2 separate regions of the Mus musculus genome follow, and region 1 is linked to region 2. The links are chromatin contacts, called in public promoter capture Hi-C maps. All regions are on one chromosome and are shown on one strand. Each heading gives the region's core, a stretch centred on a gene start, on an enhancer-like site or on the middle of the called end of the contact. The rest is flanking DNA. Distances are from core to core; before and after follow the strand shown. Region 1 holds the start of Slfn4 (schlafen 4). Region 2 has its middle 13 kb from the start of Gm20234.

Evidence for each region. Promoter capture Hi-C pulls out the DNA fragments that hold promoters and counts their contacts.
Region 1: a contact with region 2 is called in a promoter capture Hi-C map of neutrophils, with 2.8 times the contacts expected there. The contact joins the promoter of Slfn4 here to the enhancer-like site in region 2. A contact is called at or near these places in 7 of 39 promoter capture datasets (the 3T3-L1 cell line, embryonic stem cells, hippocampal neurons and 3 more), 1 of 115 datasets of contacts at active chromatin or transcription factors (CD8 T cells) and 2 of 9 other capture datasets (adipose tissue and liver).

Annotation. Positions count from the first base shown.
Region 1 is chr11:83,169,416-83,176,472 of GRCm38.p6, reverse strand. It overlaps Slfn4 (schlafen 4), which reads right to left and starts at 1,287. Exons shown (of 8, transcript NM_011410.3): 1 at 1,080-1,287; 2 at 829-910; 3 at 560-645; 4 at 1-396.
Region 2 is chr11:83,076,989-83,084,251 of GRCm38.p6, reverse strand. No RefSeq gene overlaps it. Among named protein-coding and RNA genes, the nearest start is that of Gm20234, 13 kb to the right of the region's middle. Within about 2 kb of position 1,306, at least 26 of the 459 cell types and tissues checked have an H3K27ac peak or open chromatin away from gene starts, as enhancers often do. A contact at or near this core is called in neutrophils, where this site is marked.

The sequences.
Region 1 (7,057 bases), core at 38-2,537, 92 kb before region 2:
TGCTACATTGGAGTCCCCTTTACAGGAGCTGTGGGCTAGCCTGGGGCACTGGCCATCTCAGTTCAAAACCTCAACTATGGAAACTGTTCATACCCAGTACCTTCAGGCACTCAGTATGGACATGGTACTTAAATGCAAGGGAGGGAGCAAAACTCATCAAATTCCAAGACTGAAGTGAGGTTCAGAGACCTCCTGGTTCCTTGGGTTTTACTTAACTAGGTAGTTCCTTCTTCTCAAATTGTAGCATTGACTCTGGGGGGAAAATCTCTCTGAAGGAAATGCAGGCTGCCTGTCAGCTGTATCAGGCAGAAAAGGAGATGATGTTCAGAGGTCCTTACTCTGCCCCGAACGCAGGTGGATAAGCCAGCGCAGACAGAGGGAGCCAAGTAGAAGGATCTGTTTCTTGGGGGAACAAATCAAAATGAAAAAAAAAAAAAACAAAACAAAACAAAAAACAAAACCAAACAACCCAACCCTAGATCGGTCTTTCTCTCCTGGGTCAGTGTTTTGCACTTCTCTTGAGAAAGGGAAGTTCTCACCTTCTGGATTGTAAACTTACACAGAAGCATCTTTCTGGCTCTAGAGTACACCAGGCTGTGTCCTTTCCGGAGCCATATTTTCTCAGTGTTCAACAGGGTCAGGTCTCTAAGAGGATAGGGAACCCGCAAGGGACTCTAGAGATTCACACAAGCCTGCCAAACATACCACGCCAGATCTGCCTCTTCCTACATCACTAGTCAGCCTCAGAACAAGCATCATGGGCTCTCTCCCCCAGCAACTTTAAGCCCTCCCTCCTCCATCTCAAAGTGGGAAGCCATTTTCTCTCACCCCAAGCCTTCAGAGTCTTCCAGTCCTCAGCAGCCGGTGTTTTTGAAAGAATAGCTGCGAAGATGCCAAGGAGCCAAGATTCCTAGATGGAAAACAGCCAGAGTTAACTTGAGAGGGAAGGGCTATGCTGGCAACTGCTACCCCACATCCACCCAGAGCCAGTAAGTAGACAGGACACTGAGACACTGGGTGGGCACAGAAAGAGAATGACAGCAGGGTTGAGTTTGTCACAGTGGAACTGGCTCACTTACTCTGTGTCCTGGAAGCTGTGTTCCCCGAAGCTCAGAGCACCAGTAGGCTTGCAGGCCTTTCCCTTGCCCAGAGAGGCAGGAAAGGTGATCAGAGCTCAACCGCGGAGGGAGAGCAACTGATTCTGCGGAACCAAGCAAGATACAGCCGCTGTATGAATGCTCGCAGCTTTATGAATGCTCGCTGAGGTAAAATGGCGTAAGCCTCGCCTTTCTTTGCTAGTTTTATAAGTTAAATTGAGTCATCACTCTGAGACTTTGAGCATTTCGTCACTCCAGGAAGTATAACCGGAAGCTTAGATGCTTTGTGCCCTAGTGACTGGAATTGACAAAGAGAACAACGAATTTTTTAAATTTTCATTTTATTTATTTATTTGTTTATTTATTTATTTGAACAACTAATTTTTTAAAATTTTGAAAAGAAACAAAAGTGAAACTACCTAGAAATCACAGAGCACAGGTGTAAGGAGCAGGTGGGGGAGGGGAGAAGGTCAGGGAAATTTGCTCATTTATAATAAATCCTTGTATGGAAAATTTTAAATTTAATCAAAAATGAAGTTTCCTGTCTCCTTCAAGGAGTCTCTATCTTTACCAGGCTTCCCAGAGCAGCCTTAGCTCCAGGGCTTCCAAGAGCAGGCACTGGGAGGGATGTGAGGAGGAGAGCCCGGAATGTCCTGGAAGAAGAAAGGGGCATCATGGACGAATGTTGCACTAGCACAGGCAGAGGGGACACATGCAAATATTCACTCACACGAACACACACACAAACACACACAGGAACACTCACACTCAGGAACACACAAACACACACATTCACATATATACTCATGCACATTCACACACATGAACACACATACACATACACACACACATACTTACACACAGGAACACACAAACACACACACTTATACAGACACCCACACACAGGAACATACACACTTATACAGACACTCACAGATGAACACAAAAACATTGATTCACGCATACTCACACAATCACACATTCACAATACACTCCTGCACTTTCACACACACACATGAACACACAGTCACATACACAGACATAATCACACCCACTCATGCACATTCATGCACACATACTCACACACACACACACACACACACACACACACACACACTCCCATGCCTTTGCTTTCTTTGGGTCTGTTTTTATTCTAATTATGGCACTACAGTTTGTGTATCTCTTTACCTCATGAGCAATCTCAAGAATTCAGAAGCTGTTTTGTTTCTTTGTTTTCAGTTTGTTTTGTTTGTTTGTTTGTTGCGTGGTGGGGCATGCTTTAGTACATACATATTTAGCAAATTCTGGGTTTCTTTTGACATTGTCCTAACTGCAAATGGCATGTTGTGGTCACACTCATCCCTTTAAACTCTCTCACTTCCACTGCCCATAGGGACCATGGGTTTAAATGGTCAGGGGCTGAAATGCCCAGCTCTCTGGGGTCTCTGTGGTGTCAATCATTTCATCTGGGGAGCAGTACCCAAACCCCACCTTGCCTCACATGGCTGTTAATGAAAGTGTAGCTGAGAATCTCATTGTCAGGCTACAGGTAGGGGGCTGCCCTGTCAGAAAATAAACGTGTATGCTCCAGTGCCTGCTATGGCCGAGTTACATACATTCACCAACTCCTGCCATCCAAAATATTTATAATTCTATATGAATCTGTTTCCCTTTGCCAAAAGAATTTGAGCAAACAATTTGCCTAGGGATTTAACAAAACAATCCTACAGTGTTGGAGTATTGAAAGAGGAGATTGCTCCAGAGGGCCTGATTTCTTCAGGAGCCAGACTCTGACTGAAAAGGCTCGAAGGTTTGAGAAAGACACAGCTCCATTCTGTGCTTTTGTGGTACCACAAGTTCAGGAATAAGGTGGAGCCTTAGTTTCATTTATGTTTCCTCACCTTTGAGAGTTTCCATTTCCTCGGGAAGGAAAGCACAACCCTCCCAACTCCTCTGTCTCCGCCCTTCCACGAGCAAGGGCGATTTCCTGTTAGGCAATGCTCATCATTTTACAGACGATGTGAGGTTCACGAGCTCTGGCTTCAGACTGAGACACTGTGTCAGAGAAACACTAACTCCCTTGCAGAGCAATGGGGCAAAAAAATGTTTGTGTGAACCCTAAACTCTATTCACTGGTTTCTTTGGTTGTGAGACAGGGTCTCAGGTGTCCATGGCTGTGCTTGAATTGGCTGTGTCACCAACAAGGACATGCCCACCCCCAAGTGTTGGCACCCTAAGCCTGTGCCACCATGCCTGGCTGGCTTTATTTTACTTTTTTGATTGTTAATGCTCTTTAGTTAATGCCAAAAATAAAGGAGTGCTCTTGCAGTTTTCACACATTGAATTGTGCCCCGTTATACTCCCTTAGATCTGTCCCCTCCCCTAATTACCCTCTTTCTACCTTCATGATATACATGCAAATATACAGCTCATATGTGAGAGAACTGAGACACCAGATTTCATACATACTTGGTAAATCATCTACCTCTAAGCTCCATCCCTACCCAGAGCAGAAAGACTTGGACAAATTTCTTGCAGATTCCATTGGAAAATGGTGAAGCTGAACAAGGAGGAAATGAAACATTTATAAAAGAGTGTGAAGCAAGATTGGCAAAGGTAGACATAATGTTAAACTGTGTAGAGACAAAGATACAAATTATTTGAGAGATGGAGCTGGAAAATAGTGGTAAAATGTGTGCTTAGCATGACACACACACACACACAGACACAGAAAGAGAGAGAGAGAGAGAGAGAGAGAGAGAGAGCGAGAGGGAGGGAGAGAGAGAGAGAGAGAGAGAGAGAGAGAGAGAGAGAGAGAGAGAGAGAAAGTGAGAAATACAAGAGACTAACAAGAGGAGGAAATGATGAGGTTCCATCCTAGAGAAACTGTTGGCAACTGATGGCTGAAGGAAGGGCAGTGTCTTAGTTAGGGTTGCTATCGCTGTGATGAAACCCCATGGCCAAAGCAACTTGGGGAGGAATGGGTTTATTTGGCTTACACCTCCATATCACTGTTTATTATCAAAGGAAGCCAGGAAAGAAGCTCAAACAGGATGGGAACCAGGAGGCAGGAGCTGATGCAGAGGCCAGTGAAGTGTGTTGCTTCCTGGCTTGCTCTCCATGGTTTGCTCAGCCTGTTTTCTAATGGAAACCAGGACCATCAGTCCAGAGATGGTCCCCACAATGGGGCAGAGCCCTCTCCCCAAATCATTAAGAAAATGTTTCACAGGAGACCCTACAGCCTGATCATATGGAGACAACGTCTTAATTGAGGTTCCTTTTCCCAGAGGACTTTGGCTTGTGTCAGGTTGGCATAAAACTATCCAGCAGGAGGGTAGTCATTTCTGTCCTGAGATGTGGTTCCTGGTAGCTTGTCCATGCTTAAATACTGATGGGTGGCCCTGGTTTTAAAGAGAGGACATGAGATTCTGCTAGCAGCCTTCAGTTGAAGATGTGGAACTCTTAGATCCTCCTGCACCATGCCTGCCTGGATGCTGCCATGTTTCTGCCTTGATGATAATGGACTGAATCTCTGAACTTGAATCTGGGGTTTAGGTGTTGCAACTCAGAAAATTAACTTGAGCCAGATTCCTCTTGGCCACAACATGCATAGCCTGGTGCTGAAAACGGCTGCCGGCAAACAGCAAAAAAAGACCAAAAATGGGTCTCCCGGAAGTTCTTTGCTATCCTGTAACTCAGATGTGTTTCAGATTTGTCCCTGAGAGTTTTGAGTGCTTTTATAACAATGACAAGTATTCCATGTTTCTCTAATTTGCAGAATCCAGATCTGTATATACACGCATATTCATGGACACCAGAGGGCGACTGTGGGATGAATAAGGTAACCATCAGAAGAGAAGAGGAAGAAGAGGGTAGGAAAAAGAGGAGGTGACTGTTAGTACAATGGCCATCGTGTGGGAAGCTGTAACCAGTACATTATTTTATGTGTTGGCTAAAAACAATTTAAACACAAGCAAACATAAATATTCCAGATCCTCCAGTTCTGTCTACTCAACAGCAGGAGCTGTGTCTCAGATGCCAGAAGGATCACCTCTTTATCTTAGAAAGCATTGGTCAGAGAAGACAACAGCGCTATCCAGGAGGTCCTTGAGAGGAGGAGGAGTGGGTGATTGACTGGCAAACTTTGGGGGTGATTGTCACACCCAAAGTGAGTTGGTCATGATGGTTATGCTCATTCATGCCACTAAAGGCTTGTTGGGAACCTGCTGAGCCACTGAGGTCATCTGACATCTCTGTGGACATCGGGCATCTTGACAGTGGCAGCAGCAGCATCTAGCTCCATAGGCAGCATTCCAGTTATGCAGATTAAAGTGTGGTGCTTGATTTTATAAGTTCAAGATCTGAGTATCCAGGGCCAGACTGGAGAATCCTGTGAGGCCCTTGAATAACATCACCACAGGGAGTATTCCTTACTGGAGAGAGATACAGGTCTGAAGGTTAGAAGAAAAACCAAGTGACCTCCTAGAAGTCACCAGAGTGAAATCGTGAACATTATTGCACAAATGGTCTAGAATAGAGGAGTATTCCTACATAGACTTTAAGCTTGGGTTAAAACATCTAGGAGACCATGGAGGGAAGCCAGCCCTGCACCGCCAGGTAGAGCAGCATACATTGGCTCTGGAAATCCTGAGGAAGGGCACTGACCAGAATGTTCCAGGCTAAGTCATCAGCATTCCATTCCCATCATGCATCTTGTATGTGTGCCCTGAGTAGCCACCTGCATGGTACCTACCGCTCATGAAGACTCATGACAGGATACTCAGAACTCTGTTCCTTGTGGCTATCATTGGCATCTTCCATAAGCCCTAGGAGGCTCATTTTAGCTAAGTGATCTGGTTCTTCTCATTGTCAGGATGATACTGAGGCAGCTGGCCACTGTCCAAACATCACAGTGTGATTTTACTGAGAGTTAGCAACATATCTACTCTAAGGCTTTGTACTACAATGTAGCCAAGTGAGGCTTACATGTAGAATAATCATCTTTCCCCAGATGCAATGAAGGTAGTGTTTTGGTTTTTTGTTTGTTTGTTTTTACCTACAAGAAGTTTTCAACACTATTGCAGGCCATTTTTATGTAGCCTTGTTTTTCTTAACAGGCAAATCTTAAATACTCCCTTAATACAAACCAATAATATGGAAAACACTGAAGGAAATTCTAGACCATGTCTTGAAGGAAAGTCACACACATATACACATAATCCCCCCCAACACCCACCCCCACACACACATAAATAAATGCATTTGATAAATGAAAACCTTCAGAGTTTTTATTTTTTACTTCTAGAGGCTAAATAGGGGCTAGCACATGCTAACATGCCTTCTATCACTGAGCTACTCCTGCATCTTAGTTGACATAGCAAAGTGTCAGGGGACATTTTTTTAGAAGAATAATCATAGTACTCTAATTCTATTGTTCTTGTGGTACAGTAGGTAGATACCATAGACAGCAAGGCTTAACAGAAATTCCCACAATTCTCACACAGGGAGTCCAAGACCAAGACTCAAGCAAAGCAAGGGTCATTCAAAGATCACTTGACTTGACTGTCAGTCACTGTGAGCTCCCATGAACCTTTGCAGATAGGGACATAGGAAGCAACAGGCTCAACATGCCATCTGATATGGACACTGGTCCATGTGTTCTTTTACTCTCTGGCTTGGTTGAACCTTGCTTACTTCTGCAGTTGACCCATTTGCACACTGAGGCTTCAATATATGAACATGGTGGGTTAATGGCACAGCCATGTAGGAAAGGTAATGGCAAGCAAGTGAGTTTTCAGAGGATGGCCCACCATTTTACACAACTGTGATGAGTGTGCTCTGTGAGGAATGGACCCCAGAGACTTCTTCCAGGATTGCTTCTTGCTGCTGATAAGCCTTTTCTGCCACTATTGTGTAGCCTAATGATTCCTGGGTATCATCAGCCCACCCTATTGGCCAAA
Region 2 (7,263 bases), core at 57-2,556:
CGACTGGAGACCAGACTATCTGTGTATAGCCCAATGTCCCACAGTGGGGGGGGGGGGGACAAAGGAGGCAGATGAAGACAGAGAGAAAGGGAAAGATGTCAGGAGAGGTCTGCCTTTTATTTGGGCTGTGACGTAACCATTCGTAGTTTGAAACTTGAGACTTGAGCCCTTGAGCAGATAACCTGTGTGGTCTCCATTCTTCCCATCTCTTGCCCCTAAATCCTCTCTCTCTCTCTCTCTCTCTCTCTCTCTCTCTCTCTCTCTCTCTCTCTCTCTTGCAGACCCTGTTGACTGACCCTTGGATCGGGTCATCTGGCACCCTAACAGGGACAGCAAGAATGAGAGACCCCAAGAGGGACGTTACTGGAAGAAGGGTTGACCTAACTAACAAAGGTAATCAACATGGAAACCTGCCGCGTCGAGACTAGGGAGTCATAGTAATGAAAATGGGGCAAGAAATAAGTAATGAGGGAAACTTTAGTCTCTCCAATGCTTGGACATACCTGGTTATATTAAGCAGTTTATCACAACTGTTTGCCATGTACTGCCAGCTAATGTTTTACAAAGTCCTAAAAGAAAAGTGTAGCCCTATACAACCTGTTAGTGAAAGACCCCCATTTCGGGGAGACCCTCGCACAAGGCCCAGGATGAGCTGACGCCCCAATAACTCGAGAGAAACCATTCTTGATGCAATATCGCATGAGGTTTAATCAGAAATCAGCATGCTGAGGCCAAGATCGTAACCCACACAGGGAAAGAGGAGATCGACCCCCAGCAGTTGCAGTTGAGGGTTTTTAAAGAATGAACTGTAAAGTGAGGGAAGGAATAAAATCACAAAGACTGGGGAAGTTAAGTAAACATCGTAAAAATGGGGATGGTGAATTACAGCTCATCTCTCACGGAAAGTGAGGGGAGGATTCGATCACAAAGACCAGGGAAGTTGTGTAAACATTCTTGGTCCCTTACACAATGGGTCAGGTGCCTGGGTGGGTCACCCAGCGGTCACTGTTCTTTCAGGCTGAAGGCAAAAAAGAACAAAGAACTCCATGTTGGGCTTCTTTCAGTCTGAAAGCTAAAGAGCAAAGAACTCCATGCTGGGCTTCGTTTCTAGGGGTCCAAGAAACACATTGAGTTGGGGTCTTACATTAGCAAGTTTCTCTGTGTGAAACTCCTGGATTTTGTTTCCTTTTAGCAAGCAGTACTTATTGCTTTGTTGGTTATTTCAGAAAAGCATACCTAGGAATGGCAAAATGCAGAAGCTGTGGTCATAGTCCTGCAGGGTTTCATAATCTGCATTGAAATGTTCTTTGTGGCAATTGTCCATCACTGTATGTTCTCTGAGTCAGACAGGGATACCCTGGAAGAAGAGGTGGCCAAATATCATGATCGTGAATGGCCCTCCTTTCAGAGGTCTCTTCCATTTGCACCCCCTGGACTACCCGATGGTGTCCTAGGGATGGCTGTCTTGGATCCTAGAAAGGATTTTGAAGGACAAAATCTCAGCCCTAAAACAACAACTAGAATTAGAGGAAGAGTATCAGGACTTAATTAAACAAGAATTGAAGACTTAAAGATGTAATTAAACACTTGTTTAATTATCAGGACTTCATTAAACAATTATTGAAGACTAGGAAGACATCTCGGGAGGGCAAAGCCACCTGAGAAAATCCCCCAGGTCCTTGAGTTCCTCAACGTGGAGTCCAAAGACAGCCCCTGCCCTCTGGCTTTAATTCAGCCACAGGTAGCCCAGAAGAGGGAGAGGCTGAGGCTTCCCCTGTATCAGAGACCATAGATGCTCAAGAGGTTGCTTGGAGACATCACACAGGTTTCAATTTCCAAATTATTAAAGAATTTTAAATGCAGTGTCACAATATGGTGCCACTGCTCCTTTTACTCTCTCTTGCAATCCTGGAATCTACAGCAGAGAAGTGGCTGACTCCTGGGGATTGGAATACCCTAGTAAGAACAGTTCTTAGCGATGGTGACCATCTTATTTGGAAATCAGAGTATCATGAATTGAAAAGAGATGACGAGGAGGAATTCTCAGGCAGGCAATGCTTGGTCCTTTGATGCCTTAGTGGGAGAAGGACAATTCGCTTCAAGTGATGACCAGATGCAATATGACCCAGGCTTATTCACTCAAATCCAAAACAAATCTATGAAGGCTTGGCATAAACTCCTGGTAAAGAGAGACCCTGGTGCATCTTTGACAGCAGTCAAACAAGGGCCTGATGAAAGATTTCTGATTTTGTTCTTTGACTGATGACAACAGCAGGGAGGATTTTTGGTAATGCAGAGGCAGGTGTAGACTATGTGAAACAGCTTGCGTTTGAAAATGCCAATCCTGCCTGTCAATGCCATTCGACTCTACAGGAAGAAGACAGACATTACTGGGTACATCAGACTCTGTTCTGACATAGGGCCCTCTTACCAACAGGGCTTAGCTATGGTGGCTGCCATGCAAGGACAGTCAGTAAGAGACTTCTTGGCAAGTAGAGACAAAAAGGCCTGTTTTAAATGTGGTCAGCCTGTACATTTTTCAAAAGATTGCAGGGTAGAAAACAAGTCAACTCAGAGACAGCCTGGGAAACAGCCTGGCTATGCCTGAGTAGCAAACGTGGAAAACATTGGGCTAATAAGTGTAGATCCAAGACAGATATACAAGGGAACACCCTTTCCCTAATCAGGGAAACCAGAGTAGGGGCCAGCCCCAGGTCCCAAATCAACAAAAGCCAAAACAGGCTTATGTGGCCAGCTTCATGCCAGCAAGCAACAACAATCCCTTTCCGAACTTAGTCAAGCAACCCCAGGAAGTGCAGGACTGGACCTCGGTTCCACCACCCATACAGTACAAATCTAAGGAGTATTGGCCAAAGTCAAAATCCACAACAAAGTTCTAAGGTGCTGAAGTGGAAAGATAAAGAAGGAAATACAGGAAATATACAACCATGTGTCATCCCAGGCTTTCCCATTAATCTCTGGGGCCCAGATATGTTATCCCAGCTGGGACTGATTATGTGCAGCCCCAATGAAGTAATCATGGCTCAGGTGATAAACTCTGGGTTTCCCCCCAGGGAAAGGTTTAGGAAAAAATTTAAAAGGGGGAATGGTGCCTTACCAAGGGATCCCACAGAAATAAAATCTGCTGCAGATAGATTTTGGCATTCTGATACCAAAAAGAATTTTGCAACAATCCTCTGGAAAGACCCATTAACCAGAACCTGGAATGGGTCAGACCCAGTGCTTAGCTGGGGAAGAGGTTCTGTCTGCATATATTCCCAAACAGCAGATGTAACACGATGGCTTCCAGGAAGATTGATTAAACAGATAGACAATAATAACAGATCCAGGGAGGAGAAACCCCCTGAGAACCCTGTTTCTTCTTTGCAGAGAACATGAAGATTCTCTTCAAACTGGAACAGGTCAACCAGCATACGCCTTATAGCCTGACTTAGGAAGTCCTCAGTACTGAAAAAGACATCATCACCAGCACCTCCAAGGTGGCTTCATTAGACTCTTGGTGTCCTGACTTATGATTTAGTGGGGGTACATCTCTTTGACTGTATAAACTGGGGTCAACATTCTGATGTGTGCCCTGCAGAAAATAGCTCTAAGAGAAGATGTGGAGGCCCTGGCAAAGCATACTAGCTGACACTGCATATCCATAGACCACATTTGGTGGTCCTCTCCTATAGCCATGGACAAAATTAGAAAACTCTGTGGCCATTCAGGGATATTACTCCTGTAGTGGGGGACAACCAAGATACCTAGACTACTTACTCTCTTGTCTCTCAGGTCCATACTGTTCAACAAACTGATGGCTTTTGTAAGACAGCAGATAGATTCTATTCAAATGAAACCCATACAGGTCCATTATCACAGGCTGGAAGTAGGGGACTCTAAAACCTCTGTCATAGATAATGGTGAGGACCCCTGCCCCTAATTGGGAGGCCTCACCAACCTAAGACAGGAGATCAACCAAAAAAGGGATATTGAGTGTCCAGAGATGGGAAAGGGGAGGCTAGGGTCTGTTCCAACCTAAGACAGAAATGGTTTCCGTATGTTTTCCCAACCTTCCCTTTTGAAAAAATTAAAAAGGGGGACCTGTTGGGAGCCGACTCCTAGCAGAAAGAGGCTATCATCTCTGCAGCCATCTCAGGCTGTTTACTTACAGGTGGAACTTTTCCACCCTGACGAGTCTTGTTTTTCTAGCGTGATGTTTTCGCAAGAAGCCTACCACAGCTGAACACACTCTGATAACATCTTGTTTTTCTCCTATACATCCTGGACCTGTGGTTAAGTGTCTCTAGCTGTACTCCCCAGCGAGTGCACATATACCCATAGTTGCCTTTCAATAAACGAGACTTGAGACTCAAGACTTGAGCAGATAGCCTGTGTTATCTCCATTCTTCGAGTCTCTTGCTCCTATGTCCCCACACTCTCTTTTGCAGACTCCATTGACTGACCCGGTCAATATTTAGAGAGTGTTAGGTGATCTAAAATGTCATTGGTGAGTACTGAGGTGACACAGGTCAGCTTCTGATTTGGCTTGTGCCAGGGGGTAAGGGGTCTGCATTCCTATGTCATGAACACTTAACCACAGGATGAGATAAGGGTGCCCAGCACAGACAGCACATCCTAAGATAAACTATTTTCCCTTCCTTGTGGTTATCTCTAGGCTGGTCTTTAGCATGGGGGATTTATGACCTTATTTCTGGAATGCATGGTCTGTTCCTGGAACTGGTGACTTATGGCCTAGTTCCTGGGAATGGTGGCTTTTCTTTTGAAGTAAGGACTGGTTCTAATATGGGGACAAATGGGATTTATGTTATCCTCTCTCTCTCTCTCTCTTAAAAATATTTATTTATTAGTATAAATAAGTACACTGTAGCTGTCTTCAAATACACCAGAAGAGGACATCAGATCTCATTACGGGCAGTTGTGAGCCACCATGTGGTTGCTGGGATTTGAACTCAGGACCTTGGGAAGAGCTGTCAGTGCTCTTACCCGCTGAGTCACCTCACCAGCCCTTATGTCATCCTTTCAATATGAGAAGACAGAGAGATGAGCAGGATTGGGTTGCATGATTTGGAACTCACAAAGAATCAATAAAAAATTTAAAAAAAAAAGAAATTTACAAACAACCCCCAAGATAATCAGCTATCATGACTCTCCAAAAGATAACGACTCCTCACTGATTCAAAACTACAGACACTAAGGTTTTTTGGCAAAGGGAGAAGGAGATTCTCTGGGGGACACGCCCTGCAAGGTGAGTAGGCAGCCTCCAGGATACAGCTGAACCATTACCCACAGTACCCTTCACTATTGGTAATATATTGCCTTGGTGTGATCAACAGTCCTGGAAGTAACCCCAGTAATGTCTTCAATTCACCAAGCTAGGCTGGGGTGCAGTTAATTCCTTGGATTGTGTTCAGAGCCTCTCTGGAATGGAAGTGAGTTTACTCACATTGTCCTAAGAAAAGTCACAGCAACCTGCCCGGTGGACACTAGAGGAAGCAAAGATGTGTTGGGGTGGGGGTAGGGGGAGAGCTAAGCACTCCCACCTATCAGAACTGATCTTCTCTTCCACAATTAGTGAAAAGATGGAGCCAATGTGCCTGCCTCAGGTTCATGCGAGCACAGGTGTAGCTGGGGGGCCTCAGAGCCACAGAGCGCAGGTGTTCACCTGTCAGTTCCTGCATCTCTTTCCTGACCCTCCTTCCTATTGACAGTGTATGCTGTAATCTCTCCAAATAATCTGGATTTACCTGGGGAACTAAAAAGTCCCATAGATTCTGCTCTTCTGAAAACAGAGAAAGGTGCTGAAACCCTGATCAGGAAAACATCCAGAAACCTGTTCAGGAGTCCTGAGCTGGACCGAGCTGGGTGGAAACCCTCAGGATGAAGACAGAGTCATTGGAACCCAGAGCAGTGAAGCAAGCCCAGGCAAAGGGCCAGGTTTGACTTCCTTCCTGAGGCCTCACCCTTGTTAGGTTTCGATTTCGCAGAAAAGGAAAGCAGAACTCTGTGAGGCCCTTCCAACCTTAAAGGGGGAGAATAACACCCACAGTTATTTCCTCCTTCTTAGAACACTAAAGGAGAAGAATGTAAGTGCTGACTTGAGACCATTTCTCAGAAGGATCTAAGTACACTGGGGAAAAAAGCAATCTTGCAGTTCTTTTTTCAATATTTGCTCAACTGTTGCTTTTATATTTTTCCTTTCTTTGTCTCACCTTTGTTTTTTAAAGCAGAGTTTTATCAAGTAAATTCCTGTGTACACAAAGTGTCTTAAGTGCTTGAACCTCTTGCCTCCTCCTCCCCAGGTCTGAGATTCCAGGCCTGTGCTACCATGTTTAGGTTTTGCTTACCTTTAGCATAAAGGATGATGGGTTTCACTGTGTCCTTTCCATAGTTGTGTCCTGTTGTAGGTTGTTCCATTTAATCATAAGTGCCCATTAGTGTTTCCCCATTCCCCCCCAGTCCAGTTAGTCTGACCTACACCCACAAATCAGTGACCTTGCCCACCCTGTCAATACCACCCTCCTCACCCTCGCTACCTAGAACACAGCCAGTGGGCTGCAGTAAAATTTTATTCACACAGACATTACATAGAGCAGGTGTCACACTTAAGAGTTTCTTTTTCTTTTCTTTTTTCTTAGATATTTTATTCATTTACATTTTAAATGTTATCCCCCAAATCCCCTATACCCTCCCCCCCCCAGCCTACTCACCTACTCCTGCCTCCTGGCCCTGGCATTACCCTGTACTGGGGCATATGATTTTCGCAAGACCAAGGGCCTCTCCTCCCAATGATGGCTGTAGTGGCTATTCCTGGTTGTCAACTTGACAATATTTGGAATGAACTACAATCCGGAATTGGAAGGCTCACCAGTGACCCTTATCTGGAGGCTTGGAGATCCTTATCTGGATCTTGGTTTGAAGATCTTGAGCCATAGTGGCTATGGATTCCAGAAGATTGAATCTCCGAGTTTAAGGAACACACCTTTAATCTGGGCTACGCCTTTCATCTGGGATTAAAGGTGTGGTGGAACACACCTTTAATCTGGGCTCCACCTTCTGCTGGAGACAATATAAGGACATTGGAAGAAGGGAGTCTAGCTCGAGCTCTTGCTCCTTCGCCTGCTTGCTGCGTGAGACTGAGTAACTGCTAGATCCTTGGACTTCCATTCACAGCTGCGACTGAACCATTGTTGGGAATTGGGCTGCCGACTGTAAGTCATCAATAAATTCCTTTACTATCTA